Regions from separate parts of the Arachis hypogaea genome. Here all the other regions are linked to region 2. A link is a contact called in public Hi-C data. All regions are on one chromosome and are shown on one strand. The core of a region is the stretch at or near the end of the contact, and the rest is flanking DNA. Distances in the headings are between cores, read along the strand shown. Region 1 holds the start of LOC112715416 (nematode resistance protein-like HSPRO2). Region 2 has its middle 8.7 kb from the start of LOC140175479. Region 3 holds the start of LOC112715417 (glycosylinositol phosphorylceramide mannosyl transferase 1).

Evidence for each region. Hi-C and Micro-C count contacts between places; a contact is called where the count stands out from the background.
Region 1: a Hi-C map of an unstated tissue shows a contact between it and region 2, with 4 times the contacts expected there. The contact joins the promoter of LOC112715416 here to the enhancer-like site in region 2. A contact is called at or near these places in 4 of 8 Hi-C or Micro-C datasets (leaf and an unstated tissue).
Region 3: a contact with region 2 is called in a Hi-C map of an unstated tissue, with 4 times the contacts expected there. The contact joins the promoter of LOC112715417 here to the enhancer-like site in region 2. A contact is called at or near these places in 5 of 8 Hi-C or Micro-C datasets (leaf and an unstated tissue).

Annotation. Positions count from the first base shown.
Region 1 is chr10:25,529,551-25,533,931 of arahy.Tifrunner.gnm2.J5K5, forward strand. LOC112715416 (nematode resistance protein-like HSPRO2) reads left to right here and starts at 1,705. Exons shown (of 1, transcript XM_025767184.3): 1 at 1,705-4,245. The coding sequence starts at 2,563. The coding sequence ends at 3,993.
Region 2 is chr10:25,140,140-25,144,356 of arahy.Tifrunner.gnm2.J5K5, forward strand. No RefSeq gene overlaps it. Among protein-coding and RNA genes, the nearest start is that of LOC140175479, 8.7 kb to the right of the region's middle. Within about 2 kb of position 2,377, at least 3 of the 3 cell types and tissues checked have open chromatin away from gene starts, as enhancers often do.
Region 3 is chr10:25,612,768-25,617,541 of arahy.Tifrunner.gnm2.J5K5, forward strand. LOC112715417 (glycosylinositol phosphorylceramide mannosyl transferase 1) reads right to left here and starts at 3,176. Exons shown (of 5, transcript XM_025767185.3): 1 at 2,436-3,176; 2 at 1,051-1,447; 3 at 533-696; 4 at 343-413. The coding sequence starts at 2,638.

The DNA.
Region 1 (4,381 bases), core at 455-2,954, 390 kb after region 2:
TTCATTCACAATCACATCATACATAAACTACCATTAAACCAAGTTGGTTCCTACAGCTTGTTAACAAAATACAGACCACATATCATAATCACATGCTTTTACCTTAAACCCTCTATTTTTAGTGCAAAAAAATCTATTTTTTATATAATTCTGTTTGTGATATGTTAAAAGAGTTAATAGTAGAATAAAATTAAATCGATTTTAAAAGATTGTAGACACAAATAGAACAATTTAAATATTAAAAAGTTTAAAATTTATCCCAAATAGTAACAAATTTAAAATATTTTGACAGTGAAAATAAAATATACATAAAATAATAATATTTTTTTTGGTTTAATTACTTTATTAGTTCTTATACTTTACTAATTTTTTAGTTAAGTTCTTATAGTCTAAAAGTTCATTATATTAGGTAAAAAAATTTAATCAAATCCTTCTAGTTGTCATCTTTAGAAAATATACACTAACCCTAAAATTTTTTTAAAAATATTTTATAATTCATCCTACATTAAATATAAAAACAAATGTTAAAATTAAAGTTAAAAAGAACGTAATTAATTTTTTTTATCTAATATAGAGACTCAATATAATTACAAATTTTTAGATTATAAGGATCTAAATAAAAATTTGATAAAGTTATAAAAACTAATAAAATAATTAAACTTAATTTTTATAATTATATTTTATTATTGTAAAATATAATTAGTTTTTAAATTATATAACTAACAAATTAAAATACAAAAATAGTAAATTAAATAATAATATATATTTTAGAAATTGATTATTCTAAGTTTTATATTTAAAAAATGAATAATTTTTTTATTATCAATACAATCAAATATTTCTTTTTATATATAACCAAACAATTATTTAAAAATTTATCTTCTTACAATTATGAAACCAACTCTTTATAATATTCATAACTTAGAAAGTTCTTTCAACTGATGTAGTTGCTACGACAAAATTAAAACTAACTTTAAAAAAAGAAACCGTTATGGATAAACAATATTCTTTCGAGTCTTAACCAATATTTAATAAAAACATCCATTCTATTCAAATTCGAGAATTAATCATAAAAATGTATATCTAAAATAAAATTCTCAAATTGACTATCAAATACTAAAAATTGTGTAAAAAAATTTAAATGGGGTCAAATTAATTAATTTAATGAGACAAATAATTATTATTGTTATATATTACTCAAAAAAATTTTAAATTATAGTGGAGACACTTGTCTCCAGACCCTAATATATAAATTCGTCTTTAAATTCCAAATGTTAAAAATAAAATAATATTTTATTCTAAAAAATTGAAAATAAATTTTTTTGAATTTATCGATAAAACACATGTTAAGATTATTAAAATATAAAAATTTAAATTTTTAACATATTTATTTTGTATTTATTAAATAAAAATATTTAAAATTTTTTATTAATAATAAATTTATCATGTACTCTTAAGACACATATTAATTAAATCTAATTTTTAACTAATAATTAATTAATTTTTTTTGCAATAATAATTTAAATATTTAATCTTTATCCGTCTATTATTTTATTAACTAATTATCAATTAAAAATTTAATTCGCGATGAAACTCTATCTTTATCCACACATCCAATTAAACCGGTTCCGTTTCCAAGCAGAAATATTTGTATTTTAAACGTAGTTTGGAAATGTCTAAAGAGAAAAAAGAAAGAAAAAAAGAGAAAAAACACTCAGCATTAGCAATCAAACAAATTGGTCATTAGTATACTTCAGCGTAAAAATTAGAAAAGGCAAGTGGTGGTGCAGCTGGATGTTTTAGTTGAGTCGATATTAGAGATGAGATGGTACCAAAAGTGGAAAAAGCCCAACCATTGCTTCACACAAGAGGGCAACTAGTGATTGGCCACAATGTCAAAAAAGTGGTACCCAAGCTGCGAAACACCATACAACTCGCAATATATACCAGTTCAACAGGTCTAACCTTCGACGACCCCACTAGTAATTCGTTCTACTAATCTTCCTTTGACCAAATTAAATTTCTAGATTTCTATTCTAAACAAAGATATCAACAACACTATTCTATTCTAGTTCCCCGGTTCAACGTAAACAGACAACTATTTCATTCTTTCCTCCCTTACTCCCCCATGTTAGGTGTTTTGGATAAGCTTCAACCTTCATGTGCCGCTCCCATCCTTCCTCTCCTTTTCCTCATTCAATCCAATCTAAAATTTTATTCTAATTTTATATTCATTAACATAAACAAAACTCCTTGTCTTAATTCACGTACTTGCTTACTTACCAAAACCTCTAAATTAATACTTAAAAAAAAAGGCAAGTTTTATTATATTGTGGATAATTTGAAAATCATTTTCCACACCAAGCCGACTTTCAAATTCCTCGTTCTCCATGCTGCCAGTCCACGCGTCTTTCCTCTCTGTCTCTCTCTCACATCCATTTCCACATCTATAAATACCGGTCCTCTCTTCACTTATCATTTCAATTATTCCACAGCCCAAATTAAAAACCTACAACCCTATCCAAATTCAACACACATCAAAATCTATTTTGTCTCTGAAAAATGGTTGATTTGCATTGGAAAACAAACATGGTCAACTCCGACATGTCATCAAATCCTCCAAAACTTTCGAACCCCTCACAGTCACCGCGCGGTCCCTCTCTGCATGTTCCCTTCCCCACCACAACAGACTTCTCCCCCGCACCTCCTCCGCTCTGTGCCGCCTACGACCACTACCTCCGCCTCCCGGACCTCCGAAAACTGTGGTCCCACAGAGACTTCCCAACCTGGAACAACGAGCCAATCCTAAAACCCGCTTTGCAAGCTCTTGAAATCTCGTTCCGGTTCCTCTCCACTGTGTCATCGGATCCAAGACCTTACGCGAACCGAAGAGAATGGAACCGTAAGATTGAGTCACTCGCCACGTGTCAGATCGAGATCATATCTATTCTCTGCGAGGACGAAGAGCAAGACACGGAAACACGTGGCACTGCACCAACCGCTAATCTCGCAGAATCCGGTAACAGAATTAGTTACAGCGAGTCCAGCCTGCTTCCGAGACTCGCCACGTGGCGGAGATCGAAGGACGCAGCTCAGAGGATCCTCCTCACCGTGGAGTGCCAGATGACAAGGTGTCCGTACACTTTGGGCCTAGGTGAGCCCAATCTCTCGGGAAAGCCCAGTCTCCTTTACGATGCGGTTTGCAGGCCCAGAGAACTCCACACGCTCCAGGCGACGCCGTTGGAGGGGAACTACGAGAACGTGAACGTTCATGCGGCGCACCAGATCTTGGAATCGTGGATCCGCGTAATGCAGAAGCTTCTAGAACGAATCGCTGGATCAATCGAAGGGAGGAAGTTCGAGAAGGCCGCGAGTGATCTCGACGCGGTGGAGCGGATCTGGAAGCTTCTGGAAGAAGTTATGGATGTTCACATGGCAATGGATCCTAACGATTTCTTGAAACTGATGAAGAGCCAGCTGGCAATGAGGTCGTTGAAAAACGGTTGCATAGGCGAAACGGTGCCGTTTTGTTTCCGGTCGAGGGAGTTGGTTGAGGTGGCGAGGATGTGTAAGGAGCTGAGGGAGAAGGTGCCGGAAGTAGTGGGAGCGGAGGTGGATCCAACGGGAGGGCCGAGGATTCAGGAGGCAGCGATGAGGCTTTACGCGGCGGCGGCGGAGGAGGAGAGGGAGAAGGTGGAGGTGCTGCAAGGGATGCAGGCGGTGGAGAAGGCTATGAAGGGGTTCTTTTATGGATACAAGCAGATGGTGGCGGCGGTTATGGGGAACGTGGAGGCGACTGGGAACCGAGTTGGGATGGGTTGCGAGGGTGGTGACTCACTGACTCAGATATTTATGGAGCCTACTTATTTTCCAAGCTTGGACGCTGCCAAAACTTTCTTAGGGTACTTTTGGGATAACAATACTAACAACAATAATAACGATCATGGTAAACGTGTTAATAGTTTTGTTGCTGATAGAAGGATTCGATGTTAGAGAAACACTAGCCACGGGTGATGATTGATGAAGAACAAGGTGGTGGTATTTCATTGGGTAACAGTTCAATTTTAGATCAATAGTGATACATGAAGCTTAGGGAACGGGAAAAAAGAGAAGAAATTATTTATAGTTTTACTTAAAGTTTGATAGAAAGAGGAGTGAGTACAATTTTGTAACGGGTTGTTGTACACTTGTATAATTATATGTTCTGCCAATCTTTGTATAATAAAGACATTTTTTTTTTAAGAATGTGTCCATATTTTGTTCATATTATGAATTATAATGTGTTCATTATTGTCATTTACCTCATTACTCTTCTTAATTAGTACTTAATAACTATATCTAAAGAGGATAGCGATGGGAGAGAGTGGCGATGAGTATGTGA
Region 2 (4,217 bases), core at 1,127-3,626:
CTTGATTTCTCAGTTTCAGTCTTTTTTCACTCAAGAAATTACAGAAAGATATACATTGAAAATGAAATTATAATCTGTAAAACATGAAGGAGATTGATACTTCAACAGCCTCTATTACTATAAGTTGAACCAGATTTGGTTGACTCTGATTCAGTTTCTCATCTTGGCGGAATACTTCTTTTACTAGAAAACACTGTCCAAGGTTGATTAACTCTTCACAAAAAATCACTTCATAACAAGCTCACAAAATCTGGTTCTCTCTCCTTGTCTTCAGAAAGAAGAAAAATTTTTCTTTTGTACCTCTTTCATTGTTGCTAAGTTGCTTTCTTCCAAGTCAACTCCTTGAGCTGTGTACTTCACCATCTTCCCATTTCACTATTTTCAATTAATCCCTAAATTAAGAATTTTGAATCTGAGCCTTTTTGCTTAACCGAAGACCTCAGGGTAGCATGAAAAAGTCTTTTAGTGGTAAACCCATATCTAAACCCTTGAGTTAGAACTTTGTCTCCAAGAAAAAATTTTGGCCTTTGATTCACACCAATAATTATTAGAAATCACTTTCTCCATTTATCCCATATTGGAGTAGCTGAGAGTTGGAGAAGGAGTGAAGAAAGTAAATTGCATGCAAATGGAAATAAATCACCTTTACCTTCTGACTTAGCTTGAAATAGTTTGATTTGGGTGATTAGACCTTTGCCTTTTGGATTAAACTTTCTCTTTCTTTTCTCTAAGTCTGACCGAAGCATATGTGAAGAGCTTGGAAGGCATTAGCTTGAGTGAAGTACCTTGGGCTTGGATTTTGTTCACTTACTTTTCAACCCATGAGATTTCTTTGTTATTTCTTATTTGGACTTTGTTTGTAAATGTTTCCCACAAGAGTAGATTCAGTTTCTTTGTTTCATTTTGGGCTACTGCTATGTTTACTAATTGTGGCCTGCATCACTTAGTCAAGCATGATCAATAGTAATTGGGTAGTTAACCCCAATAAAAATAATGTTTGTCATCATCAATTAATTTAGTTAATTTCTTAACTCAACAAAAGATAATTCTAATTAGATTATATATACATCCGTGTATGATCAATAAGAATTAATTGATTAACCACTTTATTTTCTCTGTATCTTTTCTCTTAAGTAATGAGACTAGATTGTAAATAATTCATCTCTTCTATCTCTCACCCTTGAGTCACTCTCTTAATTTGTAGACAACTCGAGTACTTTTTGCATTGTGTAATGAGTGTGGAGTTGAGAAACAAGGTTGAGTAGTTTCAATAATCAAAAGAGCATGTTGATCGCATTCGATTGAATTAATTTTTCAAGATTCTGTAATTCTCAATCGATTGTTCATTTTTCTTACGATCCATCATCCATTTTCTTCTTATTTCTTAAACCATGTAGCTTTAGTTAGTTGAATTTAAAGGAAAATCATGTGGGTTGAAATGAATCAAGCAAGTTTTAGTATGAGTTATAAGAAAACTTCATTACCCTCTAAAAGATCACTAAACCCCTTACCTATGCATGTTCCTTTTAAAATGAAGATTCTTAATCTAATTTAGTTATAAGATTTTGGATGAATCCTAATAAATAGAGACCAAAGGGTTGTCATCATTTCTTCTTTTTTAATTTTTTTTACACGTAATCTCTACTTTTAAATATACCAATTAACCCTTTAAATTAATTTTCTTTTTCAGATACATGAACATTAAACAAGACTTAAACATTTTCGGCTATCCCTAATAATACCATAATTCACTAGGCTAAAATCTCTCGAAATGACCACCTAACTAAGGTTTCGATTCATTTCTTCCAACTAAAAAAAACTTGTGTTGAGAGTGTTAATTGTTTCATACATAGGTAAGATAACCTAATTAAACTAGACCAAATTAATAGGACTTTTATCGAGAATAATGCAGACTGTGGTTTAGACTTCAGATTAAAAGATACATGCATTTGGTTTTTGGACGTTAAAAAAGAAATATGTATATTCTCAGTAACATCTATTCTTAGCCATAGTCAAAAAGGTAAGGACATAATCAAACAATAGAACACTTAATTAGTGAAATACACTAAAGCACCTAAGTTTCAAAAATAAAAAATGAAAAATAAAAGGGATATTTCTTTGCAACATCTAATTAGTTATAATTAGGAGTTATTCGCACCTAACGTTTGCAGAATTGATTCACTTTTTTTTTCGGTCCAGTAATCAACTTTATATGTTTCGGTCATGGTCCAGTAATCAACTAAAATTGGTTGCCTCCACAATCCACATCAATGTCATCAGGTAATCATTTTATAAACATTTAGGCTATATATGGGCCAGTTATTAATTGGGCCAAAATATTTGGTAGGAACTGGACCCGCAAATTATTTGTCAGTCTGTATTGGGGTTATTGATAATCTATACTCAAGCCTACGGTCCAACAATACGATAGACTCAAGACTGTGTCAGGTCTCGAGTAGGGTTCTTTGCTTAACCCAAGACCAAAAACAAAAGCTATCTCCTTCCCGGGCTCAATATTGTTAGATCCAAATTACATTGTTAGGCAGATAATAAAAAACATAAGCATTATTTTATCATGGGTTACATTGGTAAGATGGTATGCAAAAATTTACTGAAGGAGGCTAGATAAAGTTTAAAATATCTTTAAATAAAAATATTTGATCTTGTTCATAAATTAGATTATTATATATTAAATTTTTGACAGGTAACATAAATTATAAGTGTTGTCATTATTAAAAAGTATTTTTATATTCTTGAAATTGTTACTTTAGCTTTAACACCAATTCTATAATTTGTTTAAAATAAATTTTTAACAAAAAAATTGTTAGAAAGTTGTTTTACCTTTTTTTATCAATTTTTATAAATTTTATAATATTATTTTTTACTTCTATTTTATTATTATTTTGACATTTTTCTTATTTTTTGTGAATTTAATAATTTTTTTACGAGTTGAATTTTTATTTATAATTTTTATAATTCTTTTAAATTTTTTTATTTTAAGATCTATATTTTAATCTACCGATTTTTATTGATAATTATTCTGTTTTAGTCTAACAATTCTTATTTGTTTTTGAATTTCTTGACTAAAATGTTTTATTTTAAAATTAAGATTTAAAAAATTTATTTTATATTAATTTAAAAAAAATCAGTATCATTTGAATTAATATTAGTTAGAATCATTAATTTTTTATTTATTAATTTAAATAATTTAACTATTTTTTCTCTTAAATATTTTAGTTTACTTATTAATTCAATTTTATTCATAATTTACGTTTTTATTATTAACCCACGTTTAATTTCTTAAAACACGTTTTTTTAATTATGGCTAAATAAACAACTTTAGAAAATTTTATTTTTGCCATCTTTATATGAGTGGTGTCTAAATTTATCTCGTTAACAAAAATAATTAAAAATAAGAATTCTAAATACATTTTTAAAATATTTAAAAATATAATAAAAATAATTAATTTTTTTTCCGATAACAAAAACACTTACAAGCTCCTAACACAAGGACGTGATGAGCACCAAGCCATACACAAAGTTAAGAAGAAACCAAAATAAACAAAAAATTAGATATTAAATATTTATATATTTTTAAATATTAGAAATTAGATTTTAATATTAATTTTTATAAGTATTATTAGAAATATGAGACTTTTTTATTTTTAAAGTTTGATTATTTTACATCAAGTGAATTTATTTTTGTGTATCGAAATTTTTTAAAATAATTAAAAAACTATAGAGATCAATTTTACTCTAATGTTTTGTATGCACCTTATAAATAATTATAAAATATTTCAAAAACAAAAATTTGGACCAAATTGATAAACTACTTACTAAATAGTAAACATAAAAATTGTACGTTACTAATAAAAATAATTATTTTTTTATTATTTTTGTTTTTTTAATTATTCAAAAACTTATTTCTTGCTAATATCTTATAAATTTTTTAATACTATTTTTACCGTTTCTTTCTTTCTTTTTTTTTTTTTTTTGGTTATACACATACTCGTAAACTCATTTACTCATGCACACTAAAAATTCTTTTCAATTACAATTTAGTTACTGTTTGAGAATCAAACCTGATATGACTAATTATAAGACAAATAGTTTTGTCCCTGATACACAAACCTCAACCACTGTTGGAAAGATCCCGAGAACTCAAGCAGCGTCATGATCATGGCGAAGAGCTTCAAGAATGCTGGTGGGAGGATCAA
Region 3 (4,774 bases), core at 1,926-4,425, 470 kb after region 2:
ATGATTACTGAAAACAAGTATAAACAGTTGACATATGTTATGAACAGCAGACCTAGGCAGCAAAACCCCTGGGCGTGTGAATGAAATGACTAGTTATTTCTAGCAATTGATAAGGAACAAGCATACATTAGCATTTCTGTATTTATTTCGAAAAAGATTACATTCAATAGATCATTTAATTAGCTACAACCACAATCCAACAAGTGTCACATTTCAATTCAAGGCAAGCACATAGGAATTTATTTAGATAAAAAGCTAAATAAAGAGGGAGGTGGGACCATGCCATTCTAAACAAAAGCACTCAATTAAAGTTATGCAATCTGTTTCTGAAGCGCCAATTACCTTGGACCCATATTGGGGGTGCATCAGTGGCATTTGCAACGAGGAAAGACATTGCAATATCTTCACAGTTCCTGGTATATCAAGTGAACAATTCAGCAAATAAAAAACAAGCTGCAATTACATAGTTGGGAAGGTAAAGTTTTGATATATAGAAAAGCAGCGAGTGATCAGAGATAGTCAAGAGGAAAACCTATTATGAGTCACATATTCTCTAATTGATGCTGGCATCTCATTCGTGTAGACACTGAAATACTTTTTGTGGAAGAAAGCTGCCTTTGAAAGTACCATGCTATATGTACCTGTCCACCACACAGACCACCACCCCGCATATCTAAATTTAATGCCACCACTTTCCTGCAAGAACATCAATAACTTGAAATATTAGAATTGAAGATGGAGGTATGCCAAGGACTTAGCCTTGCAAGTTCGCATAATAGTTAATCTACTCTCCGCATTGGCATTCTCTTGAAGGTTGGATCAACACATCAAGATATTTAATTCCTCAATCTATATCAAATCATTCAGAACAAGAAACAATGGATTAAAAAATTCAAATCAGGAAGACTTGGCTTTTTTTCCAAGGTAATTTTATCATATAATTTTTCAGATACTGGAAATTCAAATCTTAGGCACAAAATACGAAGATGAAAAGATATACCAGGGATGGTGAAAAACCAGTTGATAAAAATAAAAAAACTAAAAGCATACCGATGAATCCAACCAATGTGCCCGAGGTACAAACCCAACCATTGTATCTGGAGCACTTTGCCAAACATCAAATGCAAATTCCACTGAAGAGCAAGGAAATATGACATCATCATCAATAGAAAAGACAGCATCTGTCTCCAAATCCTTAATTACTTTAAATCTATTATTCAGACTATCTTCCTTGTTGATATCAATCTTCAATTTCACTTGTCGCCTATCTATAGACTTGGACTGTATTGCATGAAGAAGAAATTTTAAAAGATCATCTGAAGGAGGATCCGGTTCACTCCAAACTATATGTACCGATTCAAGTCGAGGGCAGGATGAATAATGTGCGATGGACTGCTTTAGGAGATCATATCTCTTCCATGTGTTCATTACAATAGAATATCCTTTTCTGTGGAGCATAAAATGAAATGAGTTTTCTGATTTTATAAGTGAAATACACTCAACATTCTTAGAGAGATTAAATCAAACAAAAAAAGATTTCCTTTAGCCACTCTTTTTTCCTGACGAAAAGAAATGAGAAGGAGGAAGACCTGATTTCTTAATTCTTATAGTCTTTATCCAGTTATTTACCAGGGTACTACACCAGAAAATAAGCAGATTCGACAATTTAATAAAAATGCTAAAATTTACAATTTGGAAGGTGCAATCAACATTCTCAGTTCAAAGATTGATGTTCAGTCCCGTTGCACTAAACTTGAAGGCATGAATAAGGCTTATAATATAGAATACAGACCACCTAAACCCCAAACAAAGTTTGTTTATTTCTCTATCCTTCAGCCAGAAGGGTGTGAACTGTTATTACTTATTACTTAGAAAGCCCATCAAGGAGTGATGAATTAAAATTCACAGGCCAAAACAGCTAATAATTCTGAAGGTACCTAGTCTTGAACCCCAATGACACTGAATACAATCTAATGAAAAATGCTAACATCGGAAACTCTTATTCATAAATATCAATGACCAAAATCCCCAAATACCGATAACAAGCCGTCTAAACACTAAAGAACCTTTCTCCTTATCCCCAACTTTCTCTACATGGAAATGAAAAGGCACAAAGAAAAAATAAATAAATAAATAAATAAACTAAATATTTTCAGTCAATTATAACTTCACTAAATTCCAAGTTCCAAGGCCAGGTATCAGCTACTAATTCTATTCCATTTAATCTCCCTCCATGCCAAAACAAGGAAGATTCGAATTAGATTCCAATCTCATCTAGATACTACTATTATTTAATCTTTTTCTTTCCCAATGTTTTACCTCCAACTTAACTATCACACTCGTCATTATTATTTTCCTTCTCTGAAAATAATAAGGAAACAATGGCAGAAAAACATGACAATGACGATTTGAGAGAGAGAGAGAGAGTAACTAACCCCGAAGCATGGGAGCGAGGAAGCGAAGGAGGGAAATCAGAGAACACGACGAAGGTGGAAATGGTGGTGGCGAGTACGATGAGCACCAAAGCAATACAACAGCAGAGGAGGAGGTTGATCCTGGCAGATTTGACGGCGGAAGCCGCCAGCAACCGGAACCTCTGCTCCGGACGCCGCTTCAAGAACCAGCTCCCTCTCATCATTCAATGGAATCGCCGAACCCTACGAATCGACTCGGATCGGTCCGTTTCAGCAACGGCAACTCGGCGACGCGCCACCTTCCATGGTCGATTAGGTTTGCAGGAGAGGGACGAAGCTCCAAGCACGCGCGGCACGTGCCTTATGGTGGAGCCGTTACAGGGGAGATGTTACGGTGCGGCGTGGATGCAGGGTAAAATAGGAAAAGTGGAAAAGAATAATGAAGAAAAATAAATGACGGAATGGATGAAGCGAGTTCGGTGTTAGTGTGTTTAAACTTTAATGTGACCTTGTTCTGTTCTGTTCTGTCCTGTATATGATTCTTCGCGTTTTTTGATATTTGAGACACACACACTCTCTCTCTCTCTCTCTCTCTCTCTCTCTCTCTCTCATCAGACGAAAGAGAAAGAAGAGAGTAAGAGACATGGATTCCGTTCTGTTACTTGGGCATGACGCGCCACGTGGTGGCTTCATCCATCGTTCAATTGGGTCGTAATATTGCAGCTGAAAAACGCGGCTCCCAAGACTTTCACCTATGGTTTTTACGTAAAAGGCTTTTATTTTCTTGAAGTTTATATCGCATTATAAAATTTGACAAAAATAATAATAATAATAATAATTTTTTAATAACATTATATGATTAAATTGTTCTAATAGTTTATTAGTATAATAAAAATCAGTTTAAAAAAAAAGAAGAAACATCTAAAGAAAAAAAATTGGTTACAAAAATAATTTGTTTATTTAACAATATTATGTAAACACTTAAATTAGTCACTAAATTAGTCAATATGTATTATATTTCAATTTAAATATATATATTATTTAATTTATTTTAATATATATATATATATAATAATGTATTTTAATATATATTTTATTCAAATATTTATTTTAGTAACTAATTTTTTGTGTACATAAAATATAATTATTTTTTAAGGTAAATGACATAAACAAATTAAATAACATCTAATATTACACCAATGTCCTAAATAAATTAGCTTATATGCATGTCCTAAAATAAATTTATATAAATCGAATCAGCTAAATTCGATTTTATGTTTTGAAAAATTCAAAGTTTAAATTAGAAATAATGTCATTAAAGTATAAGTTTGATACTTAATTTCACAAATTAAATGATAATTTAATTGATGTAATATTTTAATTATTTTTTAAATTACATATTATATAAATATAATTGGTTATTATATATTAAAGGTTAATTTATACAGTTGATTCCTATATTTTCACTAAAATTATAAATTAATTTATATACTTTAAAAATTTATAATTAAGTCCTTGTACAAAATATAATTTTATAATTAGACACTCAATAATATAACAATTTGAATTTTTAAAAAATTAAATAATTAATTATTTATAAATTATTATATTATATTAAAATTTTATTTTTAAAAAATTATTTTTAATAAAAAAAATTAAATAAAATTTTATAATTATTAAAATTTAATTTAATTATGACGTATTTATTAAACTTAAATTATTTACCAAAAAAAATTTTGACAAAAAAAATTTAATTGATTTTTATTGTTATTATATTTATTATTACTATTATCATTATCATTATCATACTATTATCATTATTATTATTATTACTATTATTATATTATCATTGTTATCAATATTATCATTATTATATTATCATTTTTATATAATTATTTAATATTATTTTATTATTATTACTATATTATATTATTATTTATTTTTCTTTTCTTTTTGGCCGAAGCCTCAAGGGACCAAGTGAAAGAATGAAATAACTTAGCTTGCATGCTTATATACATATATAATTCTTAAAGCATGTTTCTTTTGTATATATATAACCAAATGACACCTAACCTTCTATATTGATTAATCATCATCATCAACATCTTATCTTTTCTCATGAACCACCGAAACCATAAGCAAACAAGAGCAAACAAGAAAGAAAGCCCGTGAGAGAGGAAAGAATGGTTCCATGGAACCGTGACCTTCAAACTTTGATTTTTTGCGATCCATTAACTCTAATAAAAAATTTAATTTGATAAAAGTGTTTATATTCTCTTTTTTTACATGTTGGTATTACTTTTGTCTTATAGAAATTGCAGTGACGTAGCTCCTCTTTTTTTTTTTGAGTTCGGCCAATT